2 separate regions of the Sus scrofa genome follow, and region 1 is linked to region 2. The links are chromatin contacts, called in public Hi-C maps. All regions are on one chromosome and are shown on one strand. The core of a region is the stretch at or near the end of the contact, and the rest is flanking DNA. Distances in the headings are between cores, read along the strand shown.

What was found. Hi-C and Micro-C count contacts between places; a contact is called where the count stands out from the background.
Region 1: a Hi-C map of skeletal muscle shows a contact between it and region 2, with 2.9 times the contacts expected there. The contact joins the enhancer-like site here to the promoter of FAM206A in region 2. A contact is called at or near these places in 1 of 5 promoter capture datasets (liver), 19 of 47 Hi-C or Micro-C datasets (adipose tissue, blood, brain and 12 more) and 2 of 2 datasets of contacts at active chromatin or transcription factors (alveolar macrophages and skeletal muscle).

What each region holds. Positions count from the first base shown.
Region 1 is chr1:249,995,022-250,000,936 of Sscrofa11.1, reverse strand. No RefSeq gene overlaps it. Among named protein-coding and RNA genes, the nearest start is that of CTNNAL1, 80 kb to the left of the region's middle. Within about 2 kb of position 2,291, at least 52 of the 83 cell types and tissues checked have an H3K27ac peak or open chromatin away from gene starts, as enhancers often do. A contact at or near this core is called in adipose tissue, alveolar macrophages, embryonic fibroblasts and 5 more, where this site is marked.
Region 2 is chr1:249,900,950-249,906,914 of Sscrofa11.1, reverse strand. It overlaps FAM206A (protein Simiate), which reads left to right and starts at 1,518. Exons shown (of 6, transcript XM_001924196.7): 1 at 1,518-1,707; 2 at 3,376-3,427; 3 at 4,009-4,138. The coding sequence starts at 1,617. ELP1 (elongator complex protein 1) reads right to left here and starts at 1,365. Exons shown (of 37, transcript XM_001924394.6): 1 at 1,109-1,365. The coding sequence starts at 1,365.

The DNA of each region.
Region 1 (5,915 bases), core at 1,042-3,541, 93 kb before region 2:
GGCATGACCAAAAAACAAACAAACAAAAAAAAAAAACCACACCTCCTCAACACAGTAAAGTGTAATCATTTAATGAATATTTATTCAGTTCAAGACCATAGTTTAAAATACCCAATTTGCTTGCCGGTTAGAGTGCTATAGTAAACAGTGCTCCTCCTGGGGCTTTCCTCTGACATCTGGAAGAAATGAATGTGATGGCTGTTGAATCCATATTGACCACACTGTGTGGTACTTTCTTTGGTTCACAGAAAAGAACCAAAATTATGAAGACTGAAGACATACGTCAGTGGTATCCCTTCATTACTCTGAAAGATATATATAAAAGGAAGATATAGGAGTTCCCATTGTGGCACAGTGGAAACGAATCTGACTAGGAACCATGAGGTTGCGGGTTCGATCCCTGGCCTCACTCAGTGGGTTAAGGATCCAGCATTGCCACTAGCTGTGGTGTAGGTCACAGACGTGGCTCGGATCTGGCGTTGATGTCTCTGTGGTGTAGGCCGGCAGCTACAGCTCCAATTCGACCCCTCGCCTGGGAAGCTCCATATGCTCAGGGTGCGACCCTAACAAGACAGAAAGACAAGGAAATCTGGCCCAGATGGGAGTCATTCAGTGTTAAAAGTGATGATTAGCTCCTTGTTCCACCTTGTTTTATCCTCACTTTAAAATGAATATACTCATTACTACTCTTATTTTAAAAACCTGATTAATGGAGTTCTTGGTGTGGTGCAGTAGGTTAAGAACCTGACTGCAGTGGTTCAGGTTGCTGTGGAGGCGAGGGTTTGATAGCCCACCAGGGGCAGTGGGTTAAAGGACCTGGCCTTGTCACAGCTGCGCCTTAGGTTGCACCTGTGGCTCAGATTCAGTCTCTGGCCCGGGAAATTCCGTAAGCCACCACTGGTGCAGCCATTTAAAAAAAAAGTTATTAGTAATGCAGTCTTTTTATAATACAGTAGCACATGTTGGTCAATTTTCGAGTGACTGACTCAGCCTGGTTTGCCCAGGACAATCCTGGTGTTAGTGCTGAAAGTCACACCTTCCAGCTATCACCCAATCCAGGGTAAACCAAACACTAAATTTGGTTAATAAAACATATGCTACATTAAAATATTTCAGTACTTAAAAATTGGGGAGTTCCTGTTGTGGCTCAGCAGGCTATAAGCCTAACTAGTATCCGTGAGGATGCAGGTTCAACCCCTGGCATCGCTCAGTGGGTTAAGGATCCAATGGTGCCATGAGCTGTGGTGTAGGTTGCAGATGTGGCTGGAATTTGGCGTTGATGTGGCTGTGGCATAGGCCAGGAGCCCCAGTTCTGATTCGACCCTTAGCCTGGGAACTTCCCTATGGTGAGGCCCTAAAAAGTAAAGTAAACAATTGAGTACAGGTGTCATCCCTGAATGAATGAGGGACAAGCATGGGTTAGAGGAAGATCTTCCAAAGAAACTCCAATCACAGATATTTGGTGTGTACATAAAGCAATACAAGATACCTGCTTCTAAGCAACAAATGTGTAATACCTGTAACTTCTCTTCAAGTAAAACTGTTAGATTCTGCTTTCAAAATGTCTATTCTAGCCCACCCTCTTCTCTCCATCTCTGCCTCTACCTTAGTTTCCACTTGATCATTTATTTTACGTATCGCCTTTCCTTGGAGGATTGAGCCCCTTAGATCCCTTTAGGCACTCAAGGAGACTGCAATCAGCTCCTGCCTCCTTGGGGGAGTTCACCTTAGATTATCACCTTCCTGCATCAGAGCTCGCACTCCACTCGCCAGCCCCAGAAAAAGCACCCTGCTGTTTTTCAAGCCTCTACGTGTTTGCGAATGCCATTCCCTTGGCCTATAAGGGAACAGAGAGATGCAGTTCATTCTGACGCGGGAAAGAAGCGCTGGGAAGAGCTCGCGTGGCTTATGATCTGTCATCATAGTCCCTATAATGTCAGGTGAACGAGGCTCAGGAGAGACTGATTTCATTCCCCACGTACCTGCTTTGTATCAGCGAGTGATGTAAGGATCTACAAGCGTCGTCAGCCAAGAATGCCACTGGAGCCTCGGGCTCGGTAGCCACTACGACCTCTGGAGCTGCAAACCCCGCCTCCTGGGATCTGAGCGTGACCTCTCCCAGGCATCTTGCGCGGTGTCCTCCCGGGGCGTGGAGGGAGGCGGGGTTGGGGGCGGGGTGGGGAAACACACGCCCATGCGCAAGCGCACTGCTCTTCTGACGCTCAGGCTCCCCCTACCGGGGGCCAATTACTATGCTTTGCTGTCTGACGTCAAAATGGCGGTGAAATACGATTGGCTTGGCAGGGGGACGTAGGGATGGGGGCGGCAGCCCGCTGGGCTTCACACTTTATTTTGCGGATCGGTGAAGAAGGATGGGTTGCTCTCCCTGCCTGGTGCCCTCGTTCTCGAGGTGCGCGGTCTCAGTCTCGCTTAAGCTGCTCGCTCGTTTGCCCTGATGGTCCTCTCCCCCGCCTCAGCCACTATCCGAGGGAGTCGCGCGGGCTGGCGGCCCGGAGACACAGTGCGCGCCTCTGAAGCTCAGGAGCAGCGGGTTGAGAGAGGCACAGGAGCAACCCCAGGGCGGACCCAGGGCTGTTTAGGGGCCCTCAACGCTGCGTAGATGAGGCTTGGAGCGATGTAGCAGCTGGGGTGGGGGAGCGCAGAAGCGTGCTTTTATATATATGCTTTGAAAAAAATCCAAGCTATCTGTATAGAATTAGATCTAAATTAAAAGTCTGCCTGGTATAATGCAGGTTTGAATAATTACCAGAAGTTCTTGAATGTATATGTCATGAAAGCCTACAAAATCACTGTCTGCCTTGCTTCTCTTCCTCACTCTCATGTGCGTGATCCTACCTTCCTGTTAACCCGTATTATATGTTCTCTCATACTAAGCTTAACTTTTTCTTTTTTCTTTTTTTTTTCGATGGCTGCATCCAGGCCTATGGAAGTTTCCGGGCCAGGGATTGAATTCCAGTTTTAGCTGCAACCAGAGCCGCAGCTGGGTCCTTTAACCCACTGCACCTGCAGGATCGAACTGTCACCTCCTGCAGTGAAGCAAGCGCTGTAGTCGTATTTTTAACCCAGTGTGCCAGGGTGGGAGCAACTGCGCTTGACATTTTATCCGCTGTGTAGTATAAGAATAGACTCGTGTTTACTCTTTCATTGTCATTTGTATGAAATGCAAGATGACAGAATTCACCTTGGAGTAAGAAGCCAATAAGGTAAGCATGGTCTGTGTGATTGTCACCCCTAACGTAATTTAGAGATGTCCAATTGTAAAACTTACAGGGATCTGGATATAATTATCCAGCAGATTAGCTTTTTTTTTTTCTTTGTAGGTGATGTTATGCATTAAAATATGTCTGATTTAGCCAGACCAAAGCAGGTTTTCTCTTAATCCTTCTTTTCTCACCTTTTCTATTGCCTTGGTGAAAACCAGACCAGGAAAGTGGTGTTATGTGAAGTAGGTTATATTGGATTTCAAGCTCCTGAAATTGGTCATCATTTTGAAGTGTACTGTTGTAATTTCATAGTGACTTCATTTCTTCCTGAGAACAATAAATGTTTTTCTTTAGTCCCACCTCTCATTTCAATTTTTTTTTCTTTTACAGCCACACCTGCACCATATGGAGGTTCCCAGGCCGGGGGTCAGTCAGAAATGCAACTTTGGCCTAAGCCACAGCCGCAGAAACACCTGATCCCAACAACATCTGCAGCCCATGCCGTAACCTATGATAGCAATGGATCCTTAACCCTGTGAGCCAGGCCAGGGATCAAACCCACATACTCACAGAGACAACATTGAGTCCTTAACCTGCTGTGCTGCAAGGAATTCTTCGATTTTAGGTTTTTTTAAATGATAATAAAGCCAGTTTGTATATAAATATAGCTGTAATATTAAAGTTTATTTCAGTTAATTTCACCTATCAGTATATATATGTGTGTTTTTTTGGTTTGTTTTTTTTGGGGGGGGGTGTTTTTTGCGTTTTAGGGCCACACTGCAGCATATTGAGGTTCCCAGGCTAGGGGTCAAATCGGAGCTGTAGCCGCTGGCCTACACCAAAGCCACAGCCACATAGGATCCCAGCTGTGTCTGCGACCTACACCACAGCCCACAGCAATGCCAGATCCTTAACCAGATCCTTAACTGAGCAAGGCCAGGGATCGAACCATCTGTGAGGACATGGATGCTAATCAGATTCATTAACCACTCAGCCATGATGGGAACTCCCAATTTTTAAATGACTATATAAATCAAGTTAGAAAGACATGCTCATATACAAAAATAAAACAGTTTTCTTGGAGTTCCTGTTGTGGCGCAGTGGAAACAAATCCGACTAGTAACCATGAGGTTTCAGGTTTGATCCCTGACCTCGCTCACTGGGTTAAGGATCCAGTATTGCCGTGAGCTATGGTGTAGGTCTCAGACTTGGCTTGGATCCTGCTTTGCTGTGGCTGTGATGTAGGCTGGCAGCTGTAACTCCGATTCAACCCCTATCCTGGGAACCTCCATATGCTGTCGTTGCAGCCCTAAAAACCAAAAAAAAAAAAAAAAAAAGTTTTCTCATTCATTGTGTTCTCAACTTCTGTGCAGAATAACTGATGTTAAATATCTTTTCTCTCTCTTTTTGGGGGTGCACTTGTGGCATATGGAGGTTCCCAGGCTAGGGGTCAAATCAGAGCTGTAGCTGCTGGTCTACACCACAGCCACAGCAACGCCAGATCTGAGCCGCTTCTGCAACCTACACCACAGCTCACCGCAATGCTGGATCCTTAACCCACAGAGCGAGGCCAGAGATCAAACCGACAACCTCATGGATGCTAGTCAGATTCGTTTCTGCTGAGCCATGACGGGAACTCCCTGATGTTACATCCTTTTTGAAGAAAAAAACCTCTGACGTTGACATCTTACCTCTTGCAGAGAGTGAGAAAGTAAAATAAATTCCACAGCCTCAATCTGTAGACCATAGATGTACATAATTTGTTAGGTTGTCACTCATCTCTATTGGATTCAGATTAGATCTTTTTTTTTCCCTCGGTTATTCTAACTCCGCTGCTGCCTGGACCATTTTGCTTGTATCGGAGCGTCATTATTCACCAGTAAACTGAGTCTCTTTCTCAGAGAAATGAGGCTTCATCAAGGGATATTCGTCCTTTCTTTTCAGGAGTCGCTTCGTCATGAGGAATCTAAAGTTGCTTCGCACCCTGGAGTTCAGGGACATTCAGGCTCCCGGGAAACCTCAGTGCTTCTCTCTCCGAGGTGAACAGGGGACAGTGCTCATTGGCTCGGAACATGGACTGGTAGAGGTAGACGCTGTCACGAGAGAGGTGAGTGAGTGATGAGAATGCTGGCACTGGGCCTGACTCTTGAGTAGGCTTTTTCCAAACTTGCTTCCCCAAATAGTCTTCACTTTCAATCTTTCTGAATTCATTTCCCCCCAGATAAATATCCCCTTTGCTTTATAGTGATGGCATATTAGACATAACTGAAATCATACCCTGTCTTTTACTGTTTCTATTTTAATGTAAGTTGGCACAAGTCTGACTTTATACTTTGTGGAGCCAGCCTACTTTTTGCCCTTTCTATCATGTAAATACTGTTTATAATAATTCTCAAGTGGGAATGAAAATTGCCTGGAGAACTTTATAAAACTGTTTTCAGGGAGTTCCCATCGTGGCTCAGTGGTTAACGAATCCGACTAGGAACCATGAGGTTGCGGGTTCGATCCCCGGCCTTGCTCAGTGGGTTAACGATCCGGCGTTGCTGTGAGCTGTGGTGTAGGTTGCAGACGCTGCTTGGATCCCTCATTGCTGTGGCTCTGGCGTAGGCCGGTGGCTACAGCTCTGATTCGACCCCTAGCCTGGGAACCTCCATATGCCACGGGAGTGGCCCCAGAAATGGCAAAAAAGAC
Region 2 (5,965 bases), core at 269-2,768:
CCTCCCTTGAGCCCACAGGTTCACATTAAACTATTCATTGGTTACTGCCCTGCCTGTCGATGTAATGATAGGGATGGAGTAGACACAGGTAGTTGTAAAAGTCCTGATAAAGGACCATATTTAAAGAAGGAAACTTAGGGGATATTGGGAGAGCACTATAAGTTAATAAATTGCTCAAGAAAACCATCAGCACAAGGCAGGCTTGCTTAAAGCTGGATCCTTGGGGCAGGGCTTCCATGCTTGCCCGCTTGCATCTCTCACAAGCGTCCTACCTTAACAAATATATTTCCTGCCTATCACTTTGTCTCTCACTGAATTCCTTCTGCGTGGAGACATGAAGAACCTGAACCTCAGTGAGTCCAGACTTAGGGTGAGCAATTCTAATTTAAAACTGTGGGCTTAAGTCCAATCTGGGTTTAGGCCGGGTTGGAGTCCCGGCACATGGGTTCAAGTCCCAATCTGTGTTCTGGCTAGGTTCAGGCCATTAATACTGTCAGTTTCAGTAAGGTTTGAATCCTTTACACAGTACTTAATCCTACCATCCGGTTTGAGACCTACATCAAACACCTACTGAGCAGTTGCTAAATGGTGGTTCTGGACAAAGGATGACTGACAATCATTGCCTCCACGGAGGTCACAGCTTAACGGGGGAGAGAGCCATAAGATACCACAATACATGGAGAAACGCAGGGACAACATCTCCAAGAAAGTTGCAGATGCGAGAAGGGGTTGCAGCCCTGCAACCTAAATCTTTACTACCGTCACCTTCTATCAATTAAAGCATCGTTTCGCTTTAACTGACGTGTTAATTGGTTCAACAGCATGGTCAGCACCTGAAAGGAATATGGAGACTGGATTCGCTTGCAGCTAGCGGAGCAGCAGGTCCTCCCCAGCCTGCGGCACCGCTCAGAGCCCTCGGAAGGCGGAGCAGGCAGCTGTTCTGCAAAAAACTTAAGGCTGGAAGGCAGAGGTGGTCACGCCACAATTCACTCAAAGGCCTGCAGCAAACCTCGGTTGGGCATTCGGGGAAGCCCTGCATCAACACACTCCAAGATACACAGGCCCGCTTCCATGTCCTCCACCCCAGCTACGTCCCTGCGAGCCTCACCTGCGCGGAGCTCTGAGGACGCCCAAACAGCCGTGCGTCCGCCCGAGGTTGGGCCCGCGGTGAGCACGGGGGTCTCCGGGCAGGGGAGCCGGGCCGCCCGACCCCCTCCGGTAGTGACTGAGCTGGGCAGAGGAGCGAACCGCGAAACGCAGACTCCACAGCGAGGTAAGCGGACACGCGCGGCGCACTACAGGAGTGACGTAACGAGGCGGAGAAGGCGTGGCCGTCCTTCCTCTGAGCCCCGCAAAGTAAAGCATGAAGCTGCGCTAGCCACCGCCCCTAGCCTTACGTCCTCCTGTCCAGCCTATTGTATTTGACCCCCGCTTTGACGTCAGACCCCAAAGCACAGTTTTGGCGCCGGTGGGAGGAGCCTGCGGGGTCAGTGGAGTAGTGCGCATGCGCACACTGCTGTTTCCTGGCCACGCGCCGGAAAGACAACCTCCTCCGGGCTTGAAGGGAGTCAGCGCCAGGGTCCTGGAGGGCGGGGATTGCGGCTCCCGCGGTCGTCATGGCTACCGAGCCCGAGACCCCTGTGGCGGTCGCAGACCCTGCGGTGCCCTCGCTTGTGGATCGTTATTTCACTCGCTGGTACAAAGCGGGTAAGTGGAGAATGAAGCTAGTCTCCTTTGAGCCCCATTGGTCTGACACTTTAGGGACTGTGAAGACAGATCACAAGCCATGCACGCTCTTCCCAGCGCTTCCCTCTCGAGTCAGAAGGAACTGGATCTCCGCGTTCCCCTGTAGACCTAGGGAATGGTGTTTGCAAACCCGTGGAGGCCTGGAAATCAGCAGGGTGCATTCTGGGACTGGCTAGTGCAGTGCGAGTTCTCGTGGGTGGGTTGCTTGCGGGAAGATGGTAGTCTAAGGTGAGATGCCTCAAGGACGCAGGAGCTGATTGTAGTCTCCTTGAGTGCCTAAAGGGATTTGAAGTGCTCAATCCTCCAAGAAGAGGTGGAAACTAAGAGGCATTGGGATGGAGAGGAGCTGATGGGTTAAAACAGAGGCATTTAGAAAACAGAATCTAACAGTTTTACTTGAAGAGAAGTCACAGGTATTATTTACACTTTTGCTGCTCGGGAAGCAGCTATCTTGTACTGCTTTGTGTACCCATCAAATATCAGTGATTGGCGCATCATTGGGAACCTTCCTCTAACCCGTACGTGTTCCCATTCATTCACGGATAACAGGTGTACTCATTTTTTAAAACATTGAAATATTTTAGGGGTTCCCGTGGTGGCTCAGTGGTTAACGAACCCAACTAGCATCCCATGAGGGCTTCGATCCCTGGCCTTGCTCAGTGGGTTAAGGATCCGGTGTTGAGGTGGTGTAGGTCGCAGAGGCAGCTCGGATACCGCTTTGCTACTGCTGTGGTGTAGGCATCCTGCTACGGCTCCGATTGGACCCCTATCCTGGGAACCTCCATATGCCGCAGGTGCGGCTGTAAAAAGACAAAAAAAAAAAAAAAAAAAAAAGACATATTTTAAAGTAGAATAAGTTTAATTAACCAAATTTAATGTAACCAGCCCTCCGGGTTATTGCTGGATTGAGGGATTTTGCTGAATGCATGGCTTTCCCTGCTCACATCTGGATGGTCCTGGGCAAAACAGGATGAGTTAATCACTCTAAAATTGACCAACAAAACGTATGCTATTATATTATACTAAAATGCATTGCTAGTCACTTTTTAAATAAATAATGAGTGTACTCATTTTAAAGTAAGGATGAAACAAGATGGAGAAAAGAGTTAATCATCACTTTAACACTGAATGGGTGATTGATTCCATTCATGCCAGATTTCTTTTTTCTTTTTTTCTTTCTTTCTTTCTTTTTTTTTTTTTTGCTTTTTGGCGCCAAACCCACCACAGCGTATGGAAATTCCCAGGCCAGAGATCAAAACAGAGCTGTAACTGCCAGCCTACACCGCAGCCACAGCCACATTAACTCAGGATCCGAAACTAGTCTGTGTCCTACACCACAGCTTATGGCAACTCTGGATCCTCCACTCACTGAGTGAGGCCAGGGATTGAACCCACATCCTCCTGGGTACTAGTCTGATCCTTTCTGCTGCACCACAACAGGAACTCCTGGGCCAGATTTCTTGAAGTACTTTATAGGAAGCCTGTAGGTACATCTTTTTGAATGATAGGGCTACCGGTGACGTGTGTGTCCAGTCTTCATAATTAACTATTCTCTATGAACCAAAAAAGTACCACACAGTGGTGGTAAATACAGACTCAACAGCCACCACACTCATTGTTTTCTTCTAGATGTCAAAGGAAAACCCTGTGAGGACCATTGTATACTACAGCACTCTAACCGGTAAGCAAATTGGGTATTTTAAATTATCAAAAAATTTTTTTTCTGCTGTAGCCTGGCATTAAGATAATATTCATTAAATGATTATTTTCCACTGTGTTAAGATGGTATTATTTATTACAGGAGCTTGGTTGAAGAATGAGTCTTTCAGAGCCGACTCTAAACAAAGTCGATTACCTAAACATCCAAATGGAGGAGCATCCCCTCAGTCAGCTCCTACTCCAGTCACCAGCCTGTGCCTGACCTCTGAACTGCCGAAGCCCCTGGAGAGGGCGAGGGTAGAGGCCCAGGTGGTATCCTATACATACAGGCAGGCCCACTTCCCTCTCTTCCACCTTAGGGCTATCTAAACAGCCCTGGTAGTCTTCTCTTTGCAGGGAAGGAAATTCAGTCCCATTTCTCCATTTTTATCACTGCATTCTCTTCTTCAGTGAAGCTCCAATAGTAGCCAGAGGAAACTGGGGGGAAATGACAGGTTGACTACACAAATGTCGGTTCAGCTGTGCTGTGCCAGTAGGAATACTGTGTTATAGGAGGAAAAAATACACCAAATAATAATGGGGGATCAATTTTTTTCCTTGTAGAATATGTGTCATCACTTTGGCAGGATCCCATCCAGTTCTTCAAAGTGGAAAAACAATTGAAAGTATTTCCTATCAAATCAGTACCAACTGTAGCAGACTTCAGAACAAAGTCTCTGGGAAATTTAAGCGGGTATGTTCTTGTATTTCTTTCCTTAAATCCTCTATCATCATAATATTGATAGATCCAGTTGGTCTGAGAACCCATGATGTATCCTTAGCATCCCTTCCTGGCAGTTTGATGTGATTTTTAAGAATACTTTAAAGAAATTCTCAGACCAAAAATATGAAACCCAAAGTATGAGATAATTTCCGAAGGACTGTTATCTGTCATTTAGGTTCTATACCACCCATCCCTTTGATTCCTAGGGTGGGGGATGGGGAAGGTGAACCTTGAAAAGAACCATTCTGATGCCAGTATAACAAGATAGCTTGTTTCTTTTAGTTTTACTAAACCAGTATTTTGAATTCTGTAAAATTTAGGCGATCAATAGTTCTTTATCATATCTTTTCACATGTGAATTTAAAAGAAAAAATAAGTGCTGAGGTAGTGAAGAAAATCACTACGAGAAAATATACAATATTTGCTTCATAACATTTTCCATTCCTAAATCATTGCCAAATTAATACACATCTAGCAATACCCTCTACTTCCACACAATGTTCAATTTTACAAAACATTACCTCTCTCCTCTCCAGCTCTAGGCAAGATGGACAGTTTATTAGAAGAGAAGGTATCACATCAAGGATAATTCAGTATCATTTTAAGTGTCCTGACAATCCCACTGGACAGGAACGTTTCAGTGGATGATCAGGTCCTTCATTTACTGAGTTCATACTGAGAGTTTCCGCCATTTACCCTCCCGTTCCAGAAGACCCTTGCGTATATTCCTCTTTATAGGCATGAAGGCCCCTAATAACCTAATTTATAGTGATTTTTCCTCACTCAGGAAGCAAAAGGACTTTAAAAACCATGGGCCTTTCTTAAAAGTCTGCATATTACAAGTAAAACAATTAGTGCTTAGGATGTCCCTGTGATAAATCTTTGTCCGAGACAGTAACACTGTTGCTGCTACTGAGGAGCAGAGAGGGGTCTGCAGGTGAACCCACTGTAGAAAAGCTTTGATTGGATCTCAGCACTGCCAATCTCTTATTCTCCCAAGGGAGGTGACAGAAGGGGGTTAAAACATTTGTTTTGACAGAGACCCAGTGATAGACAGACCCTCTGGGACAAAACCCCAGTCCTTCCTCCAGACAGTGAGGAGTCATACAGACTAGTATTTTGAAACCAGTAGCCACATGCAGAGGAGTGAAGTGCACATGGTAACACCTGAATGCTGTCAGGTAAAAAGGCTGTGAAGAATAGCACCTTGATCTCAAATGTTCACTGCAGTAAAAATTCCTGGGGGGAAAAAAGAGCAACAGATTCCCCATTGTGGCTCAGGGGGCTATGAACCCAACTAGTATCCTTGAGGACTCAGTTTCAATCCCTGGCCTTGCTCACTGGGTTAAGGATCCAGCATTGCCACAAGCTACCGTGTAGGTTGCAGATGTGCCTGTGGCGTGGGCCAACAGCTACAGCTCCGCGCCCACCCCTAGACTGGCAACTTCCATATGCTTCAGATGAGGCCCTAAAAAGCGAAAAAAGAGCAACACATGAGACATGCTTGCCTCATTTTCCCCTAAGCCTCCTTGTAGATAAGTCAGAACCTCCCTAGGTAGACCCATTTAATGCAGTACATGAAACTATAATCATGCCATAACATTCAAACATTCATTTTGACAGATACCAAGATATACTATCTACTAGTGGGTTATAACGGGTAACTTACTCTTTTCTGCTACACAAAACTTTTCTATATTTTCCAAATTTTCCTCAAAGTGCATTTTATTAAATTTTTAAAAATCCCTTCTTCAGAAAGTCTTAGTAATTCAGCCTAGTAAAGAAATTCCTTTATCT